2 separate regions of the Triticum aestivum genome follow, and region 1 is linked to region 2. A link is a contact called in public Hi-C data. All regions are on one chromosome and are shown on one strand. The core of a region is the stretch at or near the end of the contact, and the rest is flanking DNA. Distances in the headings are between cores, read along the strand shown. Region 1 holds the start of LOC123148027 (transmembrane protein 258). Region 2 holds the start of LOC123148026 (pathogen-associated molecular patterns-induced protein A70).

Region 1 (7,732 bases), core at 1,228-3,727, 310 kb before region 2:
GTTGTCAGACATAAACACCGCTTGCAAGGAGCACGAAGAGAGATCCAAAGCCCTGTGAAACAATCGAAAAGATAACTTAGATGTGCATCAACCACCCTAATCAAAATTGTGAAACAACCGACAGTCTTTCAAGGGGCTTACCAGGAAGACGGAAGCAATGGACGCTGTGACAATCTCCTTTGCTAAACTACGGTTCCGCCTTGAAGTCGTGGCTTCATAACTGAAATGGACAAATTTGCTGGTTAGATTTTTGTGTGCTTGAATTGCAAGTGCTGAAGTACTTGGTCAACTTTGATAATTTAAGGCTTGAGCTAACACCTCTGTTAAGTAATCAGTTTGACATTACCTCCAGATTTCATTTGTATACTTCCTAATTAGCTATATCCCGAGTAAAACCAGACTATGCCTACCAGCACCACAAACAAAATAGATATTTAATCACCATGCTGAAATTCCCATCATGAACTGAGTTAAGTTTTGGACTGAAGGATTTTCGGATTTCAGTTCTAGGTATATTTCCTAATATGGTATTACCTGTGAGGTTCTTTATATTAACAGAATGAGGCCATCAAAATTCATAGGGAATGAGTTCTTAAACACCAGTTCCATTCGTCATAGTAAAGTTCTCTTTTCCTTTGTGCTAATTCCAGTAGGGTTTAGCAGGTCATGACATCCAATTCTTATGTTTTTCCTATTTCTATTTTTTCCCTGAATTCCAAGGGCTCCATTGATTCATAGGATAGGAAAAATGGAGGATTGACATGCCCTGCCCATTTGAATCACATGGAATTGCAAAACAAAGGAATTGGCAGAGGTGTGTGTTTGATGGAAGCATAGGAATTTCTCCAAAAGCTGGGGAAAGTTCCAAAAGAATGATCCTAAGGATTGCATTCCTACAAATCAAACAACACCTATGGGAAAGATTCCATAGGATCACAATCCTATGCAAATCCTGTAAAACTGTAATAGGTGACCCTGCTTCTTATGTTTTGGTAAGCATAGCAATAATGTGCAATACATACTGGTTGGTTAAGAGCCTTAGGGCCAATGATTTTTTTATCGCAGTTTCTGGAAATAACCATAACTTGAACTGTTACCATCAAATTGGCAGGGACGACGACTAGCCAGCTAGGTCATATTACTCTAAGTTGCATAATTGAACATACTGATAAAAAGGTCTAACCAAGTTTTATCTTTGTTCTGGAGTTAGACACACTGATAAAAAGTGAACTTCGATGTGTTTTATTTTTATTTTTAAAGAGAAAATGCAATCAGAAGTTTTTGCTACCTTTCACATGTTTGGGTATGCACTACAAGCTCATTGAATTTAATTGCTCTTATTCACAACAGTGTCCTATTATCGCCTTTTAATTTAGGTAGTGTATGACTGATAATATAATAAAGTAATACTAACACGAATTGTATCAATAGGCAGCAACAAGAACAAGAATCATTGCATTCCACGGGAAAAAACAAATCGAAAGTAAAAGTGGTCAATGCGAGGAAATCCAAACAAGTGTTCAATGTGAGCCCAATTGTTCTTTTCAAGCAGGTGATGTGATAAGTAATTGTTCTGTTCTAGCAGGTCATGTGATACGTAATTATTCTGTTCTAGCAGCCCAATTATAATAATCTGACCTATCCAGGAACTCCAAACCAAATGTTCAATGCGAGCAAATCCTTTTCCTGACAAGCAGAAAAATAGGTGCAAGGGTTACTGAACTTAGTCCACACGGAACTTCAAACAAACCTAGGCCCATCTATCCAACCTGAAGCCACCAAGGGTAAGCCCATTCGTCACCTCTGTCATGCAGGACCCAAAACGCTACTGAGCAGTGAAAATAAGCCAAAGACGACACAGCCTAAACTCATCGTGCCTGGGTTTCTCCCTAAGAGGATGTTACCACCTACTGTTCGAGCTAATTATTTGACAGCGCAACAAAGTACCACATCAGATCCCTTATCCCAACCCGCGGATGGACCAATTCCGCTAGGTCCCAAACACACGCAGCCACTAGGCGCATCAGATCGGATCAGGCCATCGATCTGCACGAATCGCGTGAGGAGCTGGGGAGATCGGAATCGAGCGGATGACTTACATGAAGAAGGATGCGGTGAGCATGAGGCCGACGGAGACCATGACGACGGCCAGCGTCGGGTACCATTCCACCGGCACGGGGCTGGAGATCGCCTTGGCCGCCTGCGAGAACATCACCGCCGGCGCTTAAGTACCTCGCGAAACCCTAGGGAGCCTAGATCACCAGAAGGGGTAGGGTTTATGGGCTTACCATCTCGTCGGATCTGAGCTGACGCTGCCCCTCGTCGTCGCCTGCCGGCTGGTCGTCTCGTCTCCGCCGCGACGAACTGTTGTGGTCTGGTGGGCAGAGGACAGAGAGTAGGAGAAGGCTTGGAATTGTGGAGGCGTAAGGATTTTCTTGGGCCGTCAGTTCCGGTTGCAGAAAATGGCCTACGAGATGCACTGGGCCCCGACCCCAAGAATTTGTGGATGGGATTTTAAGACCCGCTTTTCCACGGCTTAGCCCAATTTCTATTCAGCGGCCTATAGCGCTGGTTTAGGCCTTAACGGTACACAGCGCCCATGCCACTCCCGATTCGCTTGCATAGTGGGCCGGCCCATATGGCATTTTTTCACCAGTTTTGGGATCTCCTGGAAGGTTCCCCTGGTTTTTCTAGGAACGGTTTTCATTGGGTTTCTTTGGACGTTTTTTGTTTGTTTTTTCTTTATTTTTCTATTTTATTTTTCAGTTTCTTTCCTATATTTGCATATGTTTTTCAAATTCACAAACTTTTCTTGAATTCAAGATTTTTTTGAATTCGTGATTTAAAAAAATGTGAACCTTTGTTAATTTCAAGAACTTTGTTCATTTAAGAAAATCAAACTCAGGATTTTTTTACATGTATACTTCTTCGTATTCATATTTTCTCAACTGTCAATGGTCAACGGTCGACCAAGTCGACCAGTCAACCAACCGAAGGAAGGAGGGAGCACTCGCTTGTTTTGGGCTAGCCCATGTGTTAGAGCGTGCGAGTGCCAACACGCTAACTGGTGCAAGGCATCAAACAGGAGGACTCGAGGCTCAGTGCTTACCTGTGTAATTTTGTTATCAAAATAAACTTGTGCCAAAAAATAAAAGAAGTGTACGATAGTTAGGGTTTGAGGAGCAGCCACTACCTTATTTGCCACAGCTCAGTTATTATCGACATGGAAAATTTTCACTCAAAAAACACAAGCCTGCATGGAAAAAATAGAAGTATATGAGAGTTAGGGTTTGAGGAGCAGCCAGTGCCAAAGATACTTTGGTGCCCTTATCTTCGGCTGTCATCTTAATGCTAAGAGGGAGGGCTCAGATCCTCAAGAGCTTTGAGTTCCTCGTTGGTATTTAGTGGTGGTTGTGGTACTTTTGCAAATAAATTACCTAAACCTTGGTGGTGTCATGGAACCAAAGAAGTTTGTGTCCTCATGTTAGTGTGGTATAATGATTTTGTTGGTTTGATTCTTTGTGGAGTTGGAATTTTTATTCGACACTATGGTGACAATCTTGTAGTTTGACGACCTAAATTTCTAGGGGGCTCATTCTAGGCTCAAGTATGCTCATCACTCACATTGTCCCATCTATTTGGATGGACAACTCAATGGACTTTTAAAAAAACTTTCTTTGTAATCAAGTTCGTGCGGGTTAAGGACTCGCAGTGTCATTACAACGGTCTAATTGAATTATCTATATTAAATTATTGAGAGTACCTCATCTTGCAAAGATTGGTACCATGAAGAAGATGCATCTAAGATATATTAATGTAATTCTTAGTTGTAGGATTTATTTTGTATTTTTGTGGACATTAGATCTAGAACAAGGCACTTGTAATGAATGTGAGCATAACTAAAATTACAACTATTTTTTTTAAAGTAACAAGGTGAAGATTTTCTTTCATTCAAAAAACCAAGTTAAAATTCCCTAAAACCCCCAATTGAGAAGTAAGATCCATAAAAAAGTGAAAAGCATAATTAAAAATTGAGTGAGAAGTGGGATATGCTTAATTTTGTAGCGGTGAACTTTTTTTATGTATGCTAGTGAAAACAAATAACGATAATGGAAATTTTTGATTACTGGAATGATAGAATAGGCAAATTGTTGAGTCAGAGCCTTGCCCACGACTTTGTTACGATGAATTTTTCAAAATGGAGGAATTAGACCAATAGATGGAGCAGCCCGTGCGGCTTACTTAACTAAGAATAAAGAAGGTGTGAGACAGACATGTGGTCCAATGAAATTAATTGATATGGTTAAATGTCGTCGGCATTTCCTATTTAACGCTTCAGGCGCCTGTTATAGGTTATTTTGCAAACGGGCGCACACCCCCTCCTGCGAGCTGGGCTGGCCCGTCTACCTTTTATTTCTGATTTTTATCCACACAAAAAAACGATGGGATTTGAACCAGCGACTTCCTCACCCTCACTTTATGTGATGAATTACCTCTCTTTCATTCTTTTCTGCCTTTTTCTTTTTTCTTGTTTCATTTTCTCGTTTCTTCGAACGGTTTTGATTGGTTTTCATTTTCAATTTTTATTTTACCTTTGCTAAATGCGAGAATTTTTCCAATTTCGCATTTTTTTTAAAAAAATCAATGGACTTTTTTTCAAATTTGTGAATTTTTTTTCGATGAAATTTATTTTCAAAATCGATGGCCTTTTCCAAAATCGATGATCTTTTTTGACAATCGATGATTTTTTGTCAAAATTGTTGAACTTTTTTAAAAATCCATGGCCTTTTCCAAAGTTGATAAAAAATAAATCCTTGAACTTTTTTACCCAAAATCCCTGAACTTTTTTTGAATTCATGAATATTTTATCAATTCATAATTTGTTTTCAATTTGTGAACATTTTGCAAATCTGCGAACATTTTTCAGATCCACGAACTTTTCCAAAAAGTTGAACCATTTTTTCTATACGTCAAAGGTCAAACATGTCGATTATCAACTTGTCGCCCAGGTCAACTATGAAGAAGTTTTTTTAGTCGAACCACGAAGAAGCGCTCGGGCGTATGCGCTTGACGAGAGACAGCTGATCGCTCATGTAGTTGGGCCAACCCATGTAAGGCGGCATGCGAGTGTTGCGTCTGCTAACCAGCGCAACAGGCGCTTACTAGGAGCTCCCAATGTCGCCCAAAGAGATCAAACCAACCCTAGTCGAAATAGGTCCCCACGCTACCACCACTGGGCCAAGAGCACATCCACAAGATTGTTTTAAAGTTTATACATAAATCGCTTTCTCTTTTAAAATAAAGACCACAGAACACACTTTGATTTATTTTTTCACGGGTCACACACTTTGAACTATGTGTGTGCACAAAACGAACTTTACTTAATATTGCACACACAAATTAAATGTGGACCCAATTCATCAACACCACGTGGGAAATTATGTCAGAGAAACGGTAGCGGTCCATTAGTTTTTTTCTACTTCGAATGTCATTTTTTTCTTAAGCTGCACTTTGCAAAGTTTAACAATGTTGTGTTAAATGTGTCAGCATCAACCATATTAAAAAAAAGCCCCACACAAAAAACATATTATAAATACTCCGTGCAAGTCAACCATTTAACTGTTGACCAGGATTATAGAATAAAATAATAACATCTGCAATACCTAATAGATAAAACATGAAACTACTTTTCATGATGGATCAAATGCTATAAATTTCGTATTGTGGATATTGATATATTTTCCTAAAAACTCGGTCAAACATGTACATGTTTGACTTAAAAAATACACGTTGTATAAAGGAACGGAGGAAGGATGTAACATCCACAGCGAAAAAATGATAGGTTGGATCTAATGATATTGATCGTTACCTTTTTTCTATAAACTTGATCAAACTCACTTCAAGACCAAACTAATATGCAAAGTAAAAGGAGAACGCGGGGGTAATAATATACCTCAAAATGAGAGATTAAATATAAGCCAGGTATAGGCAAAGGGGCCAGGGAAAGCTAACAATGTGGTTAGGTCTAACCTGGTCAATCTTGTATTTTTTGGACCGAAATCATCATATGGTGATCAATAGTACTATGTAGGAGTACTATCATTTACGAGTTCATGCATAGCTACCCTTTTCCCTACAAGGAAAAAGCAAAGTGCACGCACCACCTACGCATCGTTACCCGACAGAGCGGCCGACGGGTCGGGACGGCGCCTGCGCCGCTCGCCCGCAGGGCCACGGCGAGATCTCCAGAAGCGCGACGCAGTCAAACCCAAGTGCCCAACCCACGTACAGTACCACAGACAAAGCAGCGTGTGGACATGGAAGCCAACAGCTCGCCCGCTGCGCTAGCTAAGCTAAGCCACGGCCTCGGCCTCGTCCTCGCGAGACCTCAGTCTCTCCGTCCGTCCGTCCCCATCGGTGCTTGCCGGCGACGGATGTTGGGCCACCGATCGAGCCCCCGTGCCGTCGCTATCGGCGTCGCCCGCCTCCGGCGCATGCAACGGCGACGCGCGAGGGGAAACGGGGCCGCTAGCCTGCCGTATCGTGCCATGCCGACAGGGTACTCTGGGTGCTGCCGGAAAGGAGAACGGGCATCCATCTCACGTAGTCATGTATCAGATCGGCTCTCTCTCGGCACGTCGTGGGTCCTGCACTATTTGCGTACGCCGCCGCAGGGGAAAAAGACGGAGGCTTGCGTAGTTGACGTCGACCTGGTACATCAACTCGCTATTCGTTTTAACTTTTGTATGTAAATCGGCCCTTTCTTTCATGTAGACGCGGGACTTGTCAAGTTTTCTTCATTTTCAACATCGATGCTTAGAGCAGTTTTTTTCCTTCTTGCCGAAGGCATTGCTCAGACGTGCTTTTCCGGGATAAAAACTCGAAATCCGACCTCCGGTTGGATTCGACGACGACGACGGCAACGATGTCGACACGTCGTTTTCTTCCCAGAGCGTTGTTTTGAGAGAACGTTTCACGTAATTCGTGTTGTTTCAAGGATGGTGGACGATGTTCCTGTTGGTTTGTGTGTTGTGTGCCATTAGACGAGGCGGCTTTCTTTCTTTTTTCTCTTTTGTGTGTGCGCTCTTCCAACACTTCAACTAGATCTTAATACTACCTTCGTTTTGGAATATAAGAGTTCGTGCAAATCAAACATACACATGTTTGGCCAAAATTATTGAACAAAGTATCAGACATCCGTAACATAGAATAAATAAAATATGTGAATGCATTTCATGAGCAATCTAATGGTATAAATTTGGATTATAGATACTGATATTCTTTGCAAAAGTTTCGTAAAACATGTACAAATTTGACTTTTGAACAAACTAACACGAGTTTGCCTTGTTGCGGATATCGGATTAATTGGTATCATATTGATGATGTTAACATATTATCATTTTTGAAAAAACATATAACAATTTATGTTACTATAATCATGAATTAGTGTTGATTCCTAACCCCCCCCCCCCCCCCCCCCCCCCAAAAAAAAAGAATTAGTGTTGATTCTGACTAGTTCCTTTTTTGAAACTGGCACAGGAAGGGAAAGACACCCCACCTAAATTTTTATTTTCGAGAAGGTTTCACCCCATTGGGCGAGGAGATTACAAGGAGAGGAGGATTTCCAAGTCCAGCCACACACCGGCGATTCTAGCGAGTACTTAGATGACGTTCCTGTTTGTTTGTTGTGCGGCGTCGGCTTTCTTTGTTTTTTTCCCCTTTTTTTACTCCC
Region 2 (7,489 bases), core at 1,406-3,905:
GGAGCAGAGGTCCAACGCAAGCCAATCATTCAGCAGCGCCCGCTAACAACCTTTTGCCAGAAAGCACTAGTATCTGCTAATCAAAAGACACCACCCTTCATCCCATTCGGTGGTTTTGTTGCGCCCAGGCCCAGGGTATCCGATGTTCATAGCTCGCATGTGCACCACAAACTACACTAGGTAGGGAAACCGCAGAGAAGTACCAACACACACTTGTGACAGGACACGTAGTTTAAAGACCACTCTAGTTTAATTCGTGTTGCTACCACTCGAGGAAGGCAAATTTGATAATTTGCCACCCCTTACCTTCCCCTTTCATAATTTGCCCCCCCCCCCCCCCCCCTCCCTCGAGAATGATAGATGGGGCCCGGGCCCGCCCGTCATTAAGACAATGGGTGGCAAATTGTGAAAGGGGAAGTAAGGGATGGCAAATTATCAAATCGCCCCTCGAGAAAAGTCTGAAAAGAACTTGCGGAAGCGACTAGTAATCAAAGTGGGGAAACAAAAGCAGAGATGACCGGACTGAGCTAGGCTCCCAACAGCCTCAGCCGTAGAGTCTAACCACAGCAGTGCAATGTAACGAAGCGCGAATCTTTGTACGTATTTCGTGATGGAACGTGCGGTTTGAACTTCGGAGATTCATATGAAGCGAGGCGCCCGGCTACAAGCAGGATGTACTGTTCCCCAGCAGAGTTGCTGCTATAGTTCCGAGCAACAGCAGCAGCAGCAGCAGGACAGCACGCACGCATCTGGACGCCGTCGACATCGCACCGAGGGTGGTGGGGGCAGGGCCCCGTTCGTTCACTCTACGACCGGCTGCCACTAACCGAAGCATCCCAGCCACACGTATTCCAATCAACAATCGAGATTAACGCCGGGACCTAACCGTATTACGATACCGCCGCAGTCCGCATCAGGCGCCGACCAGAAGCGCATTAAGCTAAACGTAACCGGGCAGCGGGCGTCACCACTGGACAGTAGATTAAGCCGACCTGAGGCTGAAGGCCAGCCATGTGAAACCCCCAGACTGTGCCGCCGAGTTAAATAAAGAGAAAGCGACCGAACACGACGGCGTAGGGTAAGGTAGACCGGTCGTTGCAGGGGACACCTCCCCCCGAGTGACTCCCTGCCGCTAGCTGAGCCAGACGTGTGGCGCAGGTGGCGACTGACGACGGAGATAGCAGTAATGCTCTCTGTGTGTGTGATTAGCGTGTTAACCCTGGCCGTACCTTCCAGAGGGATCGTGTAAGTGTACAAGTACAATGCATATTCAGATAAACTTTTGCGTGACGCCGCCATGATTAGATGACGAGCAACGCATGGCGTAAGCAATAATAATTAATCATTGAAAAATAGTGTCAGCCACCTGCACAAGAGTTCGTTGGTGACTGGCACGGAGGAATTCGGTGGTGATTTCGCGGTGCCAGGGATGATTGCCATTGCTACCAACTAATGACCGCAATCGTTCGTGCGTGCGTTCATAGTCAGAACCCTGCTGAAATTGGTTACTAGTTCATCTGGCCAAACCAGAATGTGGGGAAATGGGCAAGAGATTTACATACGGATGATGATGATTGACTGCTAATTTCTTTCGCGAACGCCTTCGCAAGCTGTTGCAATCCGCAGGATGATATGGTTCCACATTGCAGGGAGTTTTTTATCCAAAACTAGAATATGTTACTACTACTAGCATCCAAGCAGGGGAAAAAAGGAAAAAAACGAAACGGAAGGGGATGAAGGAAGGAAGAAACTACCGTCTCCTCTTCTTCCTCCTCCCCGAATCTCTTCTCATTCTTGCATCTAGCCCCCTGGGTCTGGTCTCTCCGGACTCGCTCTACTGCTCGGCGCCCGCCGCGGCCGTCGTCGGCTGGCTGCGGCGGAGCGTATCCCGGTAGCGCATGAAGGAGTCGATGCGCTGCAGCTTCAGCTGGTGGCGGAACTTGTTGATGAAGTCGTCCGCGCGCGCGTCCACCTCGCCGCCGGCCTCCTCGATCTCCTCCTCCGACACCGGCTCCTCCGGCTCCGCCGCCAGGGGGCGGCGGCGGCGCTCCCCGTCCCTCGTCGTCGCCGGCCTGCGCGCCTCCACCACCTCGGTGTCCTCCTCGGCCACGAAGTGTGCGAACGCCGACTTGTCGCTTGCCGACTTGCGGAGCCGCGCCGGCAGCCGCGGGAGCTCGGCCTCGGCCGCCGCCTCGGACATGCTCCTTTCCATGTGCACGTGCTCGTGCTCCAGCTCGCCCTGAGCCTCCGGCTCCATCTCGAGCGGCGGCAGCTGCTCGTCAGACCCCAGATCCAGCACCCCGCTCACCGGGGCCTCCGGGGCGGGGGCGGTGAAGCGGGACATGTTGAACGAGCGGAGCCGGTCGAGCGCCATTGACGGCACGCGGGACAGGCTCCTCCTCTCGCCGCCGGCCGCGGCCGCGGCGCCTTCCCCGCCCCCCGCCGGGGGCGAGGCCTTGGAGGTGACGGCGATGGTGCCGATGACGATGTTGAGCACGAGGAAGAGCACCCACGGGGTGAACCAGCCGTGGACGGTGCTCCACAGCGCGGGGATCGCCGCCTCCAGCATTGCGCCGCTTCCTCGCCGGGTGGGGTTTGGGTTTTGGCGTTTTGGGGGAGGGGAGGGGGGCGGAGGAGGTGCGAGTGGGAAGCGGTGGTGGGGAAGGGAGGAGAGTGGGGGTGCTGGTTATTTAAAGCTGGGAGGAAAGAGGTGGGGGCGTTTCCCGCACATGGGGCGCGGGAGGAGAGGCGGACAGGAAGGCCAGATTTTTGTTTTTAAAGAAAATGTAAATTATTTCTTTTGGCTGAAAAAGAGTTCTATGATAAGCATTGCAATTTCTATCTCCGTGACTGTGCATGGCTTTGTTCATTGTCTATTTGCTCCTTGACGAACTATGCACAAAATAGATGCAAATACTTTAGATTAATACTTTGTCCGGGTTTATTAGTCGCACCGTATTTTGCGTCAAAGTTTGCAAGCAAAATATAATTATATGTAACAAAGATAATAGCTTTGGAAACTTCTTTCAAATATGAATCTACAAATATAATTTCCCTACTTTAGAAAAATGTGGCAAATTATGTTTCATCAGAGATGGCTTTGCAACAAATTGCGTGAGTGAGCGGATCATATTTTCTTTTGTCAAGTCGTACATTTTTTTTGTTAGGATAGAAGGGTAAATGCATTGGTTGGTTGCTTTAAGAGTTAATAATAGACACGGCAGCGTGTTAGTTGCATGCCCAACAATGGACATCATTTTTTATTTCGTGGTAATGCACGGGATGTAATGTAACTCTATGTTACAACATGGCAATGGTTGAGGAGACAATGGATCTGCCTTCTTGGCTGAGGGGTGTCTGGCGGCGGCGGATTGGCATGAACATGGGAAGAGGGGATCTGGGCGGAGAGCAGGACGGTTGGCGGGGGACTTCTACTTCGCGGTCCATGGGGAAGTACGGTGTGAAAGAGGGAGGCGTCATGGCGAAGCTTAGATGGGTGTCATCCGGTTTTAAAGGAGAGGGATCCAGCGCGAAGTGGCCCGTCATGGCGAAAAAACGAGCAGGAAGGGGAGGGGCTGGCAGAAAAAGGAAACATGTGTCATTAGTGGGGATTTTGTGGAACTGCGTGTTAAAGATAATATGGAGCCTGAACTATTGAGACGGTTGGATTTTGGGGAACTAGCTCGGTGCCCGTTTGATGTGCGCGACAAGCCCAGGCGCACGCATACGAGGGAGAAATCATTTTCAATTTTGGTGACAGTCTTAATCATTTGTTTGTCCGTAGCAACGCACAGGCGTTCTACTAGTAATTATATGTAACAAAGATAATAACTTTGGAAACTTCTTTCAAATATGAATCTACAAATGTAATTTTGTTGGCATATACTTATATTCTGATAATCAAATATAAGGTCAAAATTTACAAAGGGGCTAATAAATTGGATGTAGTATTATCCTTCCGTTGGAAAGTTTAGTTTCCAATACATCGTTTGTTAGATGGCACCACACTTGGGAGCAGGTCCATTTTGTGTCTTTTCGTGTTTCGGGGACACAGAAAAGGTTAGAATTTGAATGTTAGAGATACTATTTTTAGTTGATGCTAGAGATACTTCGACAGGGATTTTATGCACGGAATTGTGTCACTGGTGTATATAGGTTATCATTGTTTTAACTGATGAAACTAAAATCTACGGCACACTTTCATCATGGATAACATATCATACACAAGTGTGTAAGAAACATGCGGAAGGTGGGGACTTTATTTAAAGATAATTTCCCCGTGGAAAGCGCTCTTTAGGAAGTCGCGACATGTGCTTGCTGATCTAGCAAGTGTTCTTTGGACGTGGATACAAACGCAAAATGCGACATAACTTTGGATATTAGAGATGCTTCTTAGAGGATTTTGCTGATTCATGTAGCATTATTGATATACTATTTCAAGTTTGTAAGGAAAACACTATACACATTGTCATGGGATGGAGGAAAGTGAAAGTTGTGACAAACTTAGTCGTTAAATCTATCTTATTACTTGGGTAATGCGGAAGGTAAGGACCCTATTCAAAAAAGGGTCATACAGAGAAACCCACTCCTTAGGGTGATGCTACACGTGCATACTATGAAACCAAGGTCGCCTTCAACTCACCGCTTACTTGATAGTGGTATGACAAGAATATTCGTAAATATAAAAAGGAAATTTCATGAGTGTGCTTAACACGGGTGTATAATAGAAAAATGTGGTTTCAATAGGCTTTATATCGACCATCTTTGTGACGAAAAAACACTTGTATGTAAAAAGGTAACCTCATGCATCCACGAAACCACCACTATCTACAAAGTCCATCATAGGAAAATAAGCAACTCAGAAAATTACAACGAAAAGCCAATAGTAAGATTCTAAAAAGCCAATAGTGCTCAGGTATGTCAGGCTTGTTATCGTCCCAAGAAGAGATAAAAATCAAGAAAATGCTATACTCCTAAGATAAACACAAACAACAACATCCTTAAGATTAACAAAAGCAACATCACGAAAATACTAGATTTTGTGATTATGTATGGCTTTGTTCATTGTTCATTTCCTTGATGAGAGGTGTACAAAATATAGATGAAAATATCTTATACATTATTGTTCTTTCTTTAGAAAGTTTCGGTTCCAAGATGCATCGGTTGTCGAATGGCACCACATGTAGATGATGACTCAGTAAGTGTTCTTTCGGCGCTTGGAGGGACGCAAAAAGGGTACAAATTTTGTGTTAACACTTTTTCACTTGACAAAAATGACCAAAGAACGCACCAGATTTGTTTCCTATGTGTCAAAGGTTTTTGCAGGATTAAAACCATGTTTTCGCTTTGGCGGCCAATACCTGACCACATAGTTTTAATTTCATTACATCATAAGCAAAATCATTTAGTTTAAATGTCCCGCATATTTCATCAAAAAGTTGCGTGAGTTGATACGAATCCTCTATACTGTCACCTATGAATTGCTTATTCTGCAGCATCCCGAGTAAACTCAGATTAATTCCTTAAGTTTCACCTTGGGTCTCGGACCTACACATGTGAATATATATTTAATAGGCAGCCCCTAGATATTTAATGCAGCGATTTGATAAAAAAATCAAACTCGGCAATGGTTGCTTAGCACCTGCAAAATAACTTAGTACACACCAAAACTTTAAACAAAGACCAAAATGCGCTTAGCTCTTGGCAAGAGCACCGGAAAAAGCTTGATGTCTGGCAAATGCATAGGGTTTAGTTCTAGCATTCTCAAAGCAAGAGTTTTGATCCCACATGGAGCACATGAAGTGGTCTCTGCCTATTAATGATTGAGAGTGGAGAGGGCGACGACTCACAAGCGGGAAAGGGAGGACGGACGCGGAGGAGGGCGATCGATTTGGAGGAATTAACCAATTTGAAGGGATTTGGAGTAGGACCGACCTTTCAGGTCCAGCGTGGTAAATGTGTCTGGGCGTTCTCGTATTTGCCCCAGATATGAGACGGATATGAGGGGTGCTGGATAGCTCGAATTGGTCTAGGTTTGGTGAGTCCGGTTTGATGGTGTTTTTCTATCGGGTCTTGTTCGTGCTATCCACATGAAGTAAAGGACATATAGGGAGGAAGCAGTGGTCGATTGTAGATGCTCTTAAGGGCACTCCAAAGCGGACCCTCGAACCCAAGCGTCTGGATCAAGCTGTCCGGATGCAATTTAGCATCCAAGGCGACCTGCATCGGTCCGTGGACCAGTCCGGACGTCTGTTTTCCCGCAACTAGAAGTGAACCAGGGGTCTTTGTGGGAGTCTGGACCACCAGCCACGTAGGACTCAACAACCCTACTAGGATCTCGTGTCTCCATCCTTTCACGTTTCTCCGCATCCGCTTTATCTCTCACCCCGCCGCCGCTCCACCACCCCGCCCGCCCGCCAAGCACTTCACGGAACTCTGCGACCTCCACTGCTATGCCTGGCCTCCACACTGCTTGTCCTCTGTCGCTGGACCACACCTCATGTCCATCCACCGGTAAGTACGTACCATCCGCCTCTACGGTAGTCACCACACGGGGGCAAGTGTTTGCTGAAATGTCCATGGTACTTTTTTTGTCCATTCTTTGAAGGGATGGATTATGACACGGAGTACATATACGAGCACTACATTGAGTCGTCCGACGAGGAGGACTACATGGATAAAATGACGATGATGCAGGCGATCCTACAGATGGGAAGCGTGTGGAAGAGCATTTTCTGAATTTCAACAGATCGATCAAGGGTCATCGAGTTCTCAATGGGAACAGGGCAATGGGCCATTTGACACTGTTGGACGACTACTTTTTCCCCGATGCCCTATTCCCTGACAATTTTCATTGGCGCTTTCAGATGCAAAAAAATGTCTTTGATCGCCTCTACCATGGCTTTTCAGTCTTTTGATGACTACTTCATCTGGAAGAAGGATGTCATAGGAAGGATTGTATTCTCTGGTTCCATAAGTGCACGGCAGCATTGCAGATGCTTGCATATGGCACGACCACTAATTCGTGGAATGAATACCTCTGTATGTCTAAGAGCACATGCAGAGATGCCATGGTAAGATTTGCTATTGCCGTGATCAAGGTGTTTGGACCTCAGTACTTGAGAGAACCAACTGCGACAGGCAACTAGAGGCCCACCATCATTCTTGATGAAGTTGCATCACAGATATCTGAATTTAACACGCTTCCTTTGGCATGCCCGGGTCTGACAATGACATCAATTTGCTAAAGCTATCTCCCTTGTTTGCTAGGCTCATTGAAGGAAAATTTTCTCCTTATGACTATACAATCAATGTTCATGAATAAAACATGGGTACTATCTCATTGACGGTATCTATCCTTCGGGGCTACCTCTGTCAAGAGCATCTCTGAGCCAGTTGGTAAAAAATGGTATTAGTTTGCCCGAAGACAAGAAGCATCTAGAAAGGATGCGAAGAGGACATTTGGAGTTCCATAGATCTATTTTGCATT

The links. A called contact is a pair of places that touch in the nucleus more often than the background predicts.
Region 1: a Hi-C map of leaf shows a contact between it and region 2, with 8 times the contacts expected there. The contact joins the promoter of LOC123148027 here to the promoter of LOC123148026 in region 2. A contact is called at or near these places in 1 of 5 Hi-C or Micro-C datasets (leaf) and 1 of 1 datasets of contacts at active chromatin or transcription factors (leaf).

What each region holds. Positions count from the first base shown.
Region 1 is chr7A:539,892,336-539,900,067 of IWGSC CS RefSeq v2.1, reverse strand. LOC123148027 (transmembrane protein 258) reads right to left here and starts at 2,477. Exons shown (of 4, transcript XM_044567381.1): 1 at 2,289-2,477; 2 at 2,100-2,200; 3 at 142-220; 4 at 1-52. The coding sequence starts at 2,291. The coding sequence ends at 5.
Region 2 is chr7A:539,582,618-539,590,106 of IWGSC CS RefSeq v2.1, reverse strand. LOC123148026 (pathogen-associated molecular patterns-induced protein A70) reads right to left here and starts at 2,655. Exons shown (of 1, transcript XM_044567380.1): 1 at 1,560-2,655. The coding sequence starts at 2,569. The coding sequence ends at 1,835.